2 separate regions of the Canis lupus genome follow, and region 2 is linked to region 1. Evidence: chromatin contacts called from public Hi-C data. All regions are on one chromosome and are shown on one strand. The core of a region is the stretch at or near the end of the contact, and the rest is flanking DNA. Distances in the headings are between cores, read along the strand shown. Region 1 has its middle 78 kb from the start of SCOC. Region 2 overlaps LOC119863905 (mastermind-like protein 3).

What was found. A called contact is a pair of places that touch in the nucleus more often than the background predicts.
Region 2: a Hi-C map of blood shows a contact between it and region 1, with 4 times the contacts expected there. The contact joins two enhancer-like sites. A contact is called at or near these places in 2 of 9 Hi-C or Micro-C datasets (both in blood).

What each region holds. Positions count from the first base shown.
Region 1 is chr19:3,288,855-3,293,777 of UU_Cfam_GSD_1.0, forward strand. It overlaps MAML3. Among named protein-coding and RNA genes, the nearest start is that of SCOC, 78 kb to the left of the region's middle. Within about 2 kb of position 3,102, at least 7 of the 20 cell types and tissues checked have an H3K27ac peak or open chromatin away from gene starts, as enhancers often do. A contact at or near this core is called in blood, where this site is marked.
Region 2 is chr19:3,440,129-3,444,999 of UU_Cfam_GSD_1.0, forward strand. The region is part of intron 1 of LOC119863905 (mastermind-like protein 3); the gene reads left to right. Among named protein-coding and RNA genes, the nearest start is that of SCOC, 230 kb to the left of the region's middle. Within about 2 kb of position 2,388, at least 3 of the 20 cell types and tissues checked have an H3K27ac peak or open chromatin away from gene starts, as enhancers often do. A contact at or near this core is called in blood, where this site is marked.

The DNA of each region.
Region 1 (4,923 bases), core at 1,852-4,351:
GCACGAAGGCAGCGCAGACGGGTTGCGCGGGCTCCAGGGGCGGGGCGGGCCGGGCCGGGCCGATCGGGGGCGGGGGGGAGGGGAGGAGCGGGGGTCCCGCCGCCCCCGCCCCCCCCGGCCCGGGCTAATTGCTGATGCTCCTCTGGGACTCGGGGCGGGGAGGGGCGGGGAGGGGCGGGCGGCGCGGGCGGGGAGCGAGGGGGGAATCCGGTTCCAAAGACACAAAGACTACGGGGGCTCGCGGCCCGGAGCAGCCCCCCCGGCCCTGGCTCCCGCCCCCGGCCCTGGCTCCCGCCCTCGGGGCGGACCCACCCCTGCGAGGAACTCGGGCCCTGGGCGCGGAGCCCCCGCGCCGCTGTCGCTCGCTGAAGCACCCAGCTCGGTGCCCCCCACCCCGGCCTCGGAGCCCCAGCAACCCCCCGCCCCTCCCCGACCTCGGAGCCCCCCCGCGCCCCCACCCCGACCTCGGAGCCCCGGCCTCGGAACCCCAGCATCCCCCTCCCGGCCTCAGAGCCCAGCCGCCCCCCCACCTCTGGCCTCGGAGCCCCAGCACCCCCCATCCCCTACCCCCCCTGCCTCGGAGCCCGGCACCCCCTCCTCGGAGTTCCAGCACCCCTTCCCCCCTCGGAGTCCCAGCACCCCCTCCCCCCCTCGGAACCCCAGCACCCCCTCCCCGGCCTCGGAGCCCCAGCACCCCCATACCCCCTCGGAGCCCCAGCACCCGCCCCCCCCGAGCCCCAGCACCGCCCCCCCCCCTTGGAGCCCTCCACCTGCAGCCCCCCCCCCCCCCCCCGCGGCCGCCTTTGCCTGGGGGAGCACCCTGGGGGCCTGGGGGCGGGAGGCTCCAGTGGCCCAGGCCCTCCCACGAGGAGCCTGTTTGGTGCTGGGCCTCGAGGCCACGATGGCCCCAGAGGCGCTGGGCCCTGGGCTGGGAGCGGGAGCGGGAGCGTGGAGCCTGGGCTCCGGGGCCTGCGGTGCTCCCCAGCCCTCCTGTCCTAGCCCCGCTGCCTGCCGCAGGAATACTTACCTCACAGGAATGCTGTGAGGTTTACAAGTGGTGCTTAGCTTGGGGGGGCCGGTTCGGCAACTATTACTATGAACGGCCTGAGCCTCCCTGGAGGGGGGGTGCACACTCTAACCCCTGAGTGGGACCCGCATCCCTGCTGCCCCGACTGGAGAAGGGCTGGAGGAGAGGGGGAAGCTCCAGCCACCCCCCACCCAAGGCCGTGGCCGTGGGCCTCGGCCCCAGCCTCCTCCTGGCCGGGCTGGGCTGTGGCCACTTGCCAGGGTCCTGGCCTTCCTCTCCCTGGACATGCCCTGGGCTTGGGGAGGGGGACTCACCCAGGTGAGAATCCTGGACCCTCACCTGCCAGCTGGGAAACTGGGCAGGTCATTTAGGGTCCCTGAGATTGTTTGCTCTTCTCTAAAACGGTGGTCTGATTGCGACCTCCCGGGGTTCCTGGGAAGACTGACGGAGGTGAGGTGCACACACCGCCTAGCGGGGCTGATCTCTTCAGTGAATTCAGAATTTCCCATCTTACAGTTGGAAGCTAGGTTAGATCGTCCTGCAGAAGATCATGGAGGTTCACTGGAATTTGCACGGCCAGCCACCGAAGGAGCCCGGCAACGGCCAACAGTTAGCTTCTCTACTCCCACCTGAGTCAGCAAGGCTTGTTTCCCCTCCAGACAAAGAGCAGAAATCCAGTGAGGGCGCGTCCTCCCCAGAGCCTCACAGGTATCATTCAGACACTTAAATAGGCCTGTGACCTTCTGGGGCCAGCAGACGCCCATTTGGGAGCAACACTCCAGCTGGAAGGTTCTCTAGAGGAGGGTCTTGCTTTAGGGTTGCATTCTAGGCCGTGGTGTGTGCCTGGCTAACCGGTGTCTTGGTGACTCATTAGCACTGCCCACACGTGCGCGGCTACCAAGGCAGAGCGCGGCAGCCAGGGTGTGGCGCGGAGCCACCACCTGCCTAAGGCAGGCAGGAGGTCAGGAGCTGTTGACCCTGCTCTGAAAGGACGCTCGGGCATCCCCACGAGCGTCGGATTCGTGGAGCTCCTGGGGGAAGCTCAGGCAATGCGTGGACCGATTCCTTAGGGCAGTGGCAGGGCCAATAAGCAGCTGTGGGCACCAGCTTCCAAAATGGCCCCCGAGCCTTGCCTCCTGGTTATCATGTCCTGGTGTCATCTCCTCCCATATTAAACAGGGCTGACTTGTGCAACCCAAGTGAATGTTACAAAATGACAGTGTGTGACTTCCAAGGCTAGCACAGAAAGCACATTGTGACTTCTACTTTGCTCTCTCTTGTATCACGCACTGTGGGGAAGGCTGGCCTCTGTGTGCTGACAATACTCAAGCAGCTCTATGGGGGCCCCACACACCAAGGAGCCCGCTTCCTGCCATCAGCCGGCAGCAGCTTGGCAGCCGTGGAAGGGCATCATCCTGCATGAAGTGGATCCTCGAACCCCAGTCAAGCCTTCAGATGACTGCAGCTCTGGCTACCATCTTGGCCACATGAGAGACCCTGAACCAAAACCACACAGTCAAGCTATCCCTGAATTCCTGACTCAGGAAAACAGTGTGAGATAAACAAACAAGACTGTTTAGGCTTACGCAAAGGGCAGAGGTGCTGTAGGAGGTGTATCAGTGGTGACTAATTTAGCAACATTCCAGAGAACCATTGGGTTTCCAGAGGCTACAGTGGGGGGTACAGTGAGGCTCCCGCCCCCCCTCACTTCTGCGAGTATAGTTCCGTATACATGTCGGAGTCTAAAAGCCCCTCACTGACCTCATCTGAAGGCCCTGCCTCCAGAGCATGTGGGGGAAAAGCTCAAGCTCGAGTCTCCTAGCAGGACTGAGTTAATAGCAGCCCCAACCTTCGTTTTTGAAAGGGGTTGTGGGTAGGACATTCCCTCCCCTGCCCGCACCTCCTTCCCCCAGCCGGGTCTGGCACTTGGCCCAGGTATAAAATTGCCAGCGCTGTCACTGCTCTTTGGTCTGATTATGAGTGTGTCTGTTCTGATGCGCTGGTTGCAGCGTGTTGTGGGGGAAATGTGGGCACAGAAAAGGAAGCTGGGGCAGATCTCTGGGGCATCCTGTTGTAAGCCTGTAGGTGTGGGGGGGGGGCAGGTTACCATGTCCCGAAGGGCGTGGAAGTGGGCTACTTCATGGATCGGCTATGGAAGTTACGGTGCTCAGCTCATTTTGCTCCTTCCTGAAGTCCCCCTGGCCATTTCCAGACAGAAACGTGTGGCGGAGGCCATGCCCCTGAGAGTGGCCGGGTCACTCCTGGGCAGCAACTTGGTCCAGCACTCATGGTCCAGGAATGTCCTGTTTAATGGAAGTGGAGTGATTAAAAATGATAATCCTATGAAATACTCTTGAGGTGACCAAGTGCGACTTGAAATCCTGTTCTTTCATGAAATATCTGCCAATGAGTATAGTTAACTCATGATTTTGTTAAGTCTGAGCAAATCTAAAATCTCCGACGGGCGTCTCTTCCACTCAGTGTTCTGGGGCTGTTCTGCACAAACCCTTCTGCTCCCTAGATCTAGGGCCCTCACAGAGTTGGCTGGTCAGGAAACCTCCACCTCTCGCAAACCATCCAGATCCTCTAAAAATCCATTCCTTATTTTTGATGTGATTCTAAGTTTCAGTTTTTTATTTTTTTCAGAAAGTTTTATTTCTGCTATATTTTTAGATTCAAAAGTATTTATTTAAGGTGAACAAATGATACGGCATACACGACTGCTTGGAACTGCTTTTAATTGAGAACAAAAAAGGAATACCTAGGACAAGAATATGCAATTACCACACTTATTGTTTCCAGTGAATTTTTGTCAAGTTTGTTTATCTTATTGTTAATGTGATGATACAGCAATCCTTGGAAAAAGAATAACATTTGCGTTAAAGAACAAATCTAGATAAAAATGGAAAACAGAGCTAGCCACAACCCACAAGGCCTTCTTTGGGAAGAACTCTTCAAGAAAAACCATCTCATGCTTCATAGGAGAATATGGTGCTGTCATTCTTCCCTTTATAGTGCCAGAGTGTTCCTGAACAAAGGCCTCAAGGCATTATCAACTCGTCATCTATTTTTTGATGTGATTTCTATTTTCAGGGCCCTGCTTTCCTCCCTCTTTGTTCCTGATGCATCTGGTCACTGGTGCCTTCTACTTTGGTCCTATCATATTTAATGTGACCCGCCCCCATGAGTCAGATGGGCAGGGACATTGTCCACCCACGGGACCAGAGGAAGCCCTCAAGGATCCACCCACTCCGGTCAGACGAGCTGGAGGTATGTGGAGTCTGAAGGCTGATAAGGTTGTTCCAAGTGAACTGGACAGGAACCGGTGGGCTCTCAGTATCATCCAGGCTCTCAGTATCATCCTGGGTATTGTTTTAACAAACAACCAAAACAGAACACAACACTATTTTTTTTTCTTTTGCTGGGCTTTCTGATGGTATGGTACACAAGTCCCAGTGTGTAACCTAATCAAAAATAGCAATTATGTAGTGCTTAGAAATTTACATAGCTCAACCAATCTTACAGGGTAAGGAAAAGAAGAAACTGAGGGTATTTATGTCTCACTGACAAATGATAGAGTGTCTCTAAGCAGGTCTGCTAGCTCAAAAAATTCTGCGGCTTAGATTCTAGAAATAATTTTAATCTGCTTTTAATATTTATTCATTCAGTCACACATTTGCTTAAATGTGTAACAATTGCTTAAATGTCTATTATACACTAAGCCCAGGTATATGTTAATGAATACAACAGACCTGGATTTCTCCTTAGAGTCTACCAAGCAGTCAACCCACAGACAATGCTAGGTACACTCACAACTGCGTACGTTCTGGGGGAAAATTTAGATGGACTCAAAGATGGAGAATAACATGGTGTGCCTGCACAGATGAAGGATTAAT
Region 2 (4,871 bases), core at 1,138-3,637, 150 kb after region 1:
TCAGTTCCTCTGGAGGTAGGAGTCTCGGGGAACCTGTGACCCTAAACGAAGGAAGGCATCAGCTTTACCCAACAGGTAGGACTTCGGGTATCTCTGAACAGCATGCGGTACCTCAGTCTTTATTTTGAATCTGTGTCATAAATGAAAATGGCAAGGTCCACGTGGGTTCAGCATGCACTTGTGTGAGGGACAAGAAAGGAAATCAGAAGTATTTTCAGAATTCGCAGTTTCGTACAGTGTGTCGCCTGCCTTGGCCAAGCAGCTCCAAAAGCACGACTTTTCTAAGTGGCTTGCGTACAGGCACCGAGAACAGGAGTCAGGAAGAAGTGGAAGGAACCAGTGCAGGGACCTGTCTGGTTTTCGTTTTTTCTGAGAGAGTCAGGGGCAAAGTGGAGAACCCTTTTGCTTAGTGATTGAGGTCTGGTCGCTGTTGTGTGTGCACAGTGTGGCTCAGGTGACCCGGGCAGGGATCGAACCAAGCCGCGGCCTCCTGAGTTTCAGAAGGGTGGCCTCGGGCCTGGGCTCTGTCCCCTGGGAAACTGATCCAAACTAGGGGTGTCCTTCGAAGTCACCAGCTGCTCCACTTGGACTCGCCCCGGGGCTGCAAAGCAAGATGAGTGACTGGTCTCCCATATTTAACTACCCATTACCTGTTTGGTAAGGGCCTGGGAAGGAATAAGCAAAGAAAACACAAAAACACGTGAGACAACAGCGGGTTAGACCTTTTGGCTTCTCCATGCTGTGGCTGGCGTGTCAGCAAATCCTTGATTTTGTGAACTTGTTCACCGCCTGCCAGCAGCTTCGTTATGGTCCTGGGAGCAGAAACCAAGATGCAGAAAGCCTTCGAGAGCACTTCACGAGGAGCATTTGCAAATGATCACCCAGCTACTGAGCCGCAGCAGCAAGGACAGTCACCCGACCCTAAACTGTGTGAACTAGGTTTTTTTTTAAAAAAAAGTATTTTCTAAAGTTCCTCTTGGACTAGATGGATGCTGGTTGTAAGAAAAAAAAAACCTGTAGCATTTTAAGTATTACACCTTTGTACTTTTCCCATCGAATGCTAAAACGTTGAGCACAAATGTGTTTAGGCCACGGTTTAGTCCTCAAAGTAGGTTAAAGGGTTCTCTTTCTCTGGAAAACTCAGCTTTGTTTATGGGGTCCAAAAATAGTTGCTAAAACTTCCTCTCTCTCTCTCTCTCTCTCTCTCTCTCTCTCTTTGTTTATGAATCTTTTTCATTTTGGAGGTCAGGAAATAAATACTGGCTAAAGGTCATGCTTCATGGTAACTTGTGAAAACTGAAATACTAGGAATGAAGTGTTGACGGGGAAATCTGAGACATGTTCAGGTACGGGAAGGTGTAGAATTTAGGAAGGAATAAACTTTAACATGGTTGATCTGTTAGTAAAAATGTAAACTGAAAGAAACCACATCGTAATGGCCTTTGAGGAGTCTGATCTTTGGAAATGGAGAGTGCCAGCACCACGCAGCGTTCATTACCCGTGTTTACGTGTGCTCACGGTGCTCACGGGGTGGCAAATCATGCACAATAGTTGAGAAAAATTTTGTAAATCAGTAAGACATTTAAATTATTATTAACAAGACATATGGACGTGGCTTTAACGTTGCATATGCTGCTGAAGGGTAAACATCTGAGTCGTCATTGACCTTTGCTTGCCTAGTAATTTATATTTTTCAGTAAGAGTTTGGTAAAGTTTGTCTTAAGTGCATATTATAGGATCAGAGTCATTCTTTCATTCATTCATGATTGATTGATTGATTGATGAAGTGCTGAATGATGTTGACATATCATAGATTTTAAAACTTCTAGAAATGACCAGAATCAGGGAGATGGGTTTGGACATTCTCTGCCGGCAGGAAGGTTAACAGTGAGTTGCACCTGGTACTCCTAGCACTGAGTTCACTATCAGCAGGTTGTTTTTTATTTTTAAGTATAGGGTGTTTCTTTTGCCACTGGGCTGCTTTGAAGCCCGCAGGAGCCAGCGTGTGGGAGAGAACTCAGGCCTGGTGGAGGAGTGGGGTGGGCCAAATGCCTACTAACAGCCTGGGAGAGGTGGGGGATGGCAAGTTGATTTGAAAACAAAACAGAAACCCCCAACCCGTGCACTGACAAAACATCGTTTGGCTATGTTAAAACAAGGAAAACTTTGGGGAACCTTCTGGTAAAACGGAATGCTGTAAAACTAAAGAATACCTGGAGTTTCTAGAGAGGTGGATGGCAGCCTGGTGGCATAACTTTTGCAGACAGACGTACTTATTCCACAAAGCAAACGGTTCAGGGAAGTGTCAAGTGTCAGGTCCGAGAAGTCCAAATGACATTGATGCAAACAAGGGGCATATTCATCTGTCTTCCTTCCTGTTCTCGTGACTACTGAAGATTCTGTATTAGACACACGTCACCCCCTAAATCTGGCCCAGAGCAGGAAGGATAAAGGTATGTTGAAACAGCATGCAGTGCGAGCGCTCATGGATTTCCACGTGGCTTCCTGAGCCTTAGTTATAGGGATGAAAGTAGTAGAGGGTATTTTCTTCCCATACTTGAGAAGAACGGGCAATTGGGGGGAAAAACAGAAATGCTTTACCTGCTTATGAAAAGCTAAGACTTCTTTCTGAAGGTCGGCTGGGATGTAGCAGAAAGAGAGAAGACCTGAGTTTTTTATTTTCAGTTTTCTAGATAGGTTGTTTTGGAAAATCACTTAACAATCCTGAGCTTTGGTTTCTTCCATAAGATAGGGATAGCCATTTCTGCCCTTCTCCCTCCTAGATTTGTAGTGAATACAAGATGAAAATATTGTTCATAGAGCGCATGGTAAGCCCACTCTACACCTGTAAGATGACTGTGATTAGAAACAGGATAGTCACATGCCCTGTGTTACTAGTGTTGTTGGCTCGCCTCCCCTTTTCGGGGACTACCTGCTAGACAGAGCCTCAGGAGTATGACTCATAAACAAAACTGCCCCCCGCCCGCCCCACTGTCTGTAGGAGGCGAGCCCCCTTGAGGCCCAGGAGTCTTAGTCTGGTCTCCAGCCTCAGGGTGCACTTGTAACAGTTTTCACAAGATGCAAGCTTGGTTTCTTTTTATTTTCTTTAAGATTTTATTTTTTTTAAGGCCTCTCTACACCCAACATGGGGCTTGAACTCACAACCCCCAAGATCAAGAGTCACACACTTCTACCGACTGAGCCAGCCAGGTGCCCACCCCTCTGCTTCTTTAAAAAAAAAAAAAAAAAAAAAAAGAGAGAGAGAGAGATTCCCTAAGTGGGTTCATTGTGTTCTGGGGAAAGCCTGGTGGGTACTTTGGTGACCACCTCGTCTGAAGCTTCATCTGCTGATGTCCCTGAGGTGGACTGGGCCTATGAGGCCGAGGTCGTGGGCCGTGGACCCCCAAGGCCTCCGGGTGCAGGCTCGTGAGGCCGGGGTGCGCCAGGGAAGGCAGGGGGCCTGGGAGGCAAGGAGAAAAGGGCCATCGCTCGCATTCTGTTGGGGCTCTAGGCCCTCGTTCCTTGTCCCTAGCCGCGTGCCCCCTCTGTTTGCTGTGTCTCTGGCTTGTTTTAAGGCAGACCAGGCCTGAAGGATGAAAGGGAAGAGTTCCACTTTGAGAACATATGGGGATGACCAAACCCGCCCCCCTCAAGCCCCCGGGCCCGATACACTGGCACTGGCGTCGCCAACAGCGGTGTGGGATAAACCCTTCTTTCCTGGAACCCTTTTGACTGGGAGGGAGGCACAAGGGGGGAACACAGCGGGAATCCTTTCCAGCTGCTTCCTTCTCTTGCTCCCATCCACTCAGCGGATCTCGTTGCCTGCTCCTGTGGGAGGGAGGCCGAGACCCAGCGTGTGTTTTATGGGGAGGCTGATTAGCTCGGGTCCCGGTTTTGTGGTCGTTGGTGGTGCTGCGGATCCCACTTTATGTTTACTGCCCCTTGACAGTTCTTAAAAGGAGCCTTCAAAGCAGAAAGTCCTATTCTGAAGTCAGGTTTCTGGGCAGTAAAGTTGACAGGGTTTAGCATCGAGAAAGTAAACCTAATAGAACAAGGAGGCAGGATGAACAGCTCGAGCTCCACTCGACAAAGGGCTTGGATGGGAAATGCGTGCTTTCTGCAGATCCAGGCGCAGGCCTTTCTGCAGGTCTAGGCGCAGGCCTTTACTCTGCACGTGCTCCAGGGGTCTAGAGCGTGACATCTGTGTCCCACCTTCCCATGCGATGACCCCGGCGTCTGTAGTGGCAGCGAAATATTAAAGCCATTAAATGAAATCAGGTCAGTGAGATTCCAGTGTTTGTGTACTAATGGGATTTCAAAAATCGAGTCACTGTCGCCTTGTTTTCGCCTCCCCATGTAGTCTCCCAATATGAATGCCCCTCCCTTCTGCAGCCACCCAACGGCTGCATATTTAGCGGAATTTGCATTTTACATATTGAACTTGAAGCTGACTTGCTTAACATGTAACCGGGGCAGTAGCTAAAAAGTTTTATTTCAGTAAACTCTTAGCGATGGTAAATATAAATGACGAGACCGTTGCCTTGTGATCTCCGGGCCTGTGGTTTCTCAGTGAGATGACTGGGAGTCCGTGAGGCTTTTGCTGGGGGGGACTGCGGGAGTTGCCGCAGACGTAGGTTTGCATTCGTGCTCATGTACGAACGTCCATGTAGGTTTTCATTCTCTTGGTGCATTTGATGTTATGACAGAGTCATTTTTTTTATATCCACACCTCTTCATAAACAGAATTCCGGGGGCAAAAAAAATTCTAGGGAGAAGTCTAAATCATTTTTAGAAGATAGAAGGGATATTTGCCGTAACCACAGATCGGAAAACAAAAACTGAGAGTAGAGAGCGTAAGGCGACCCGTGTAT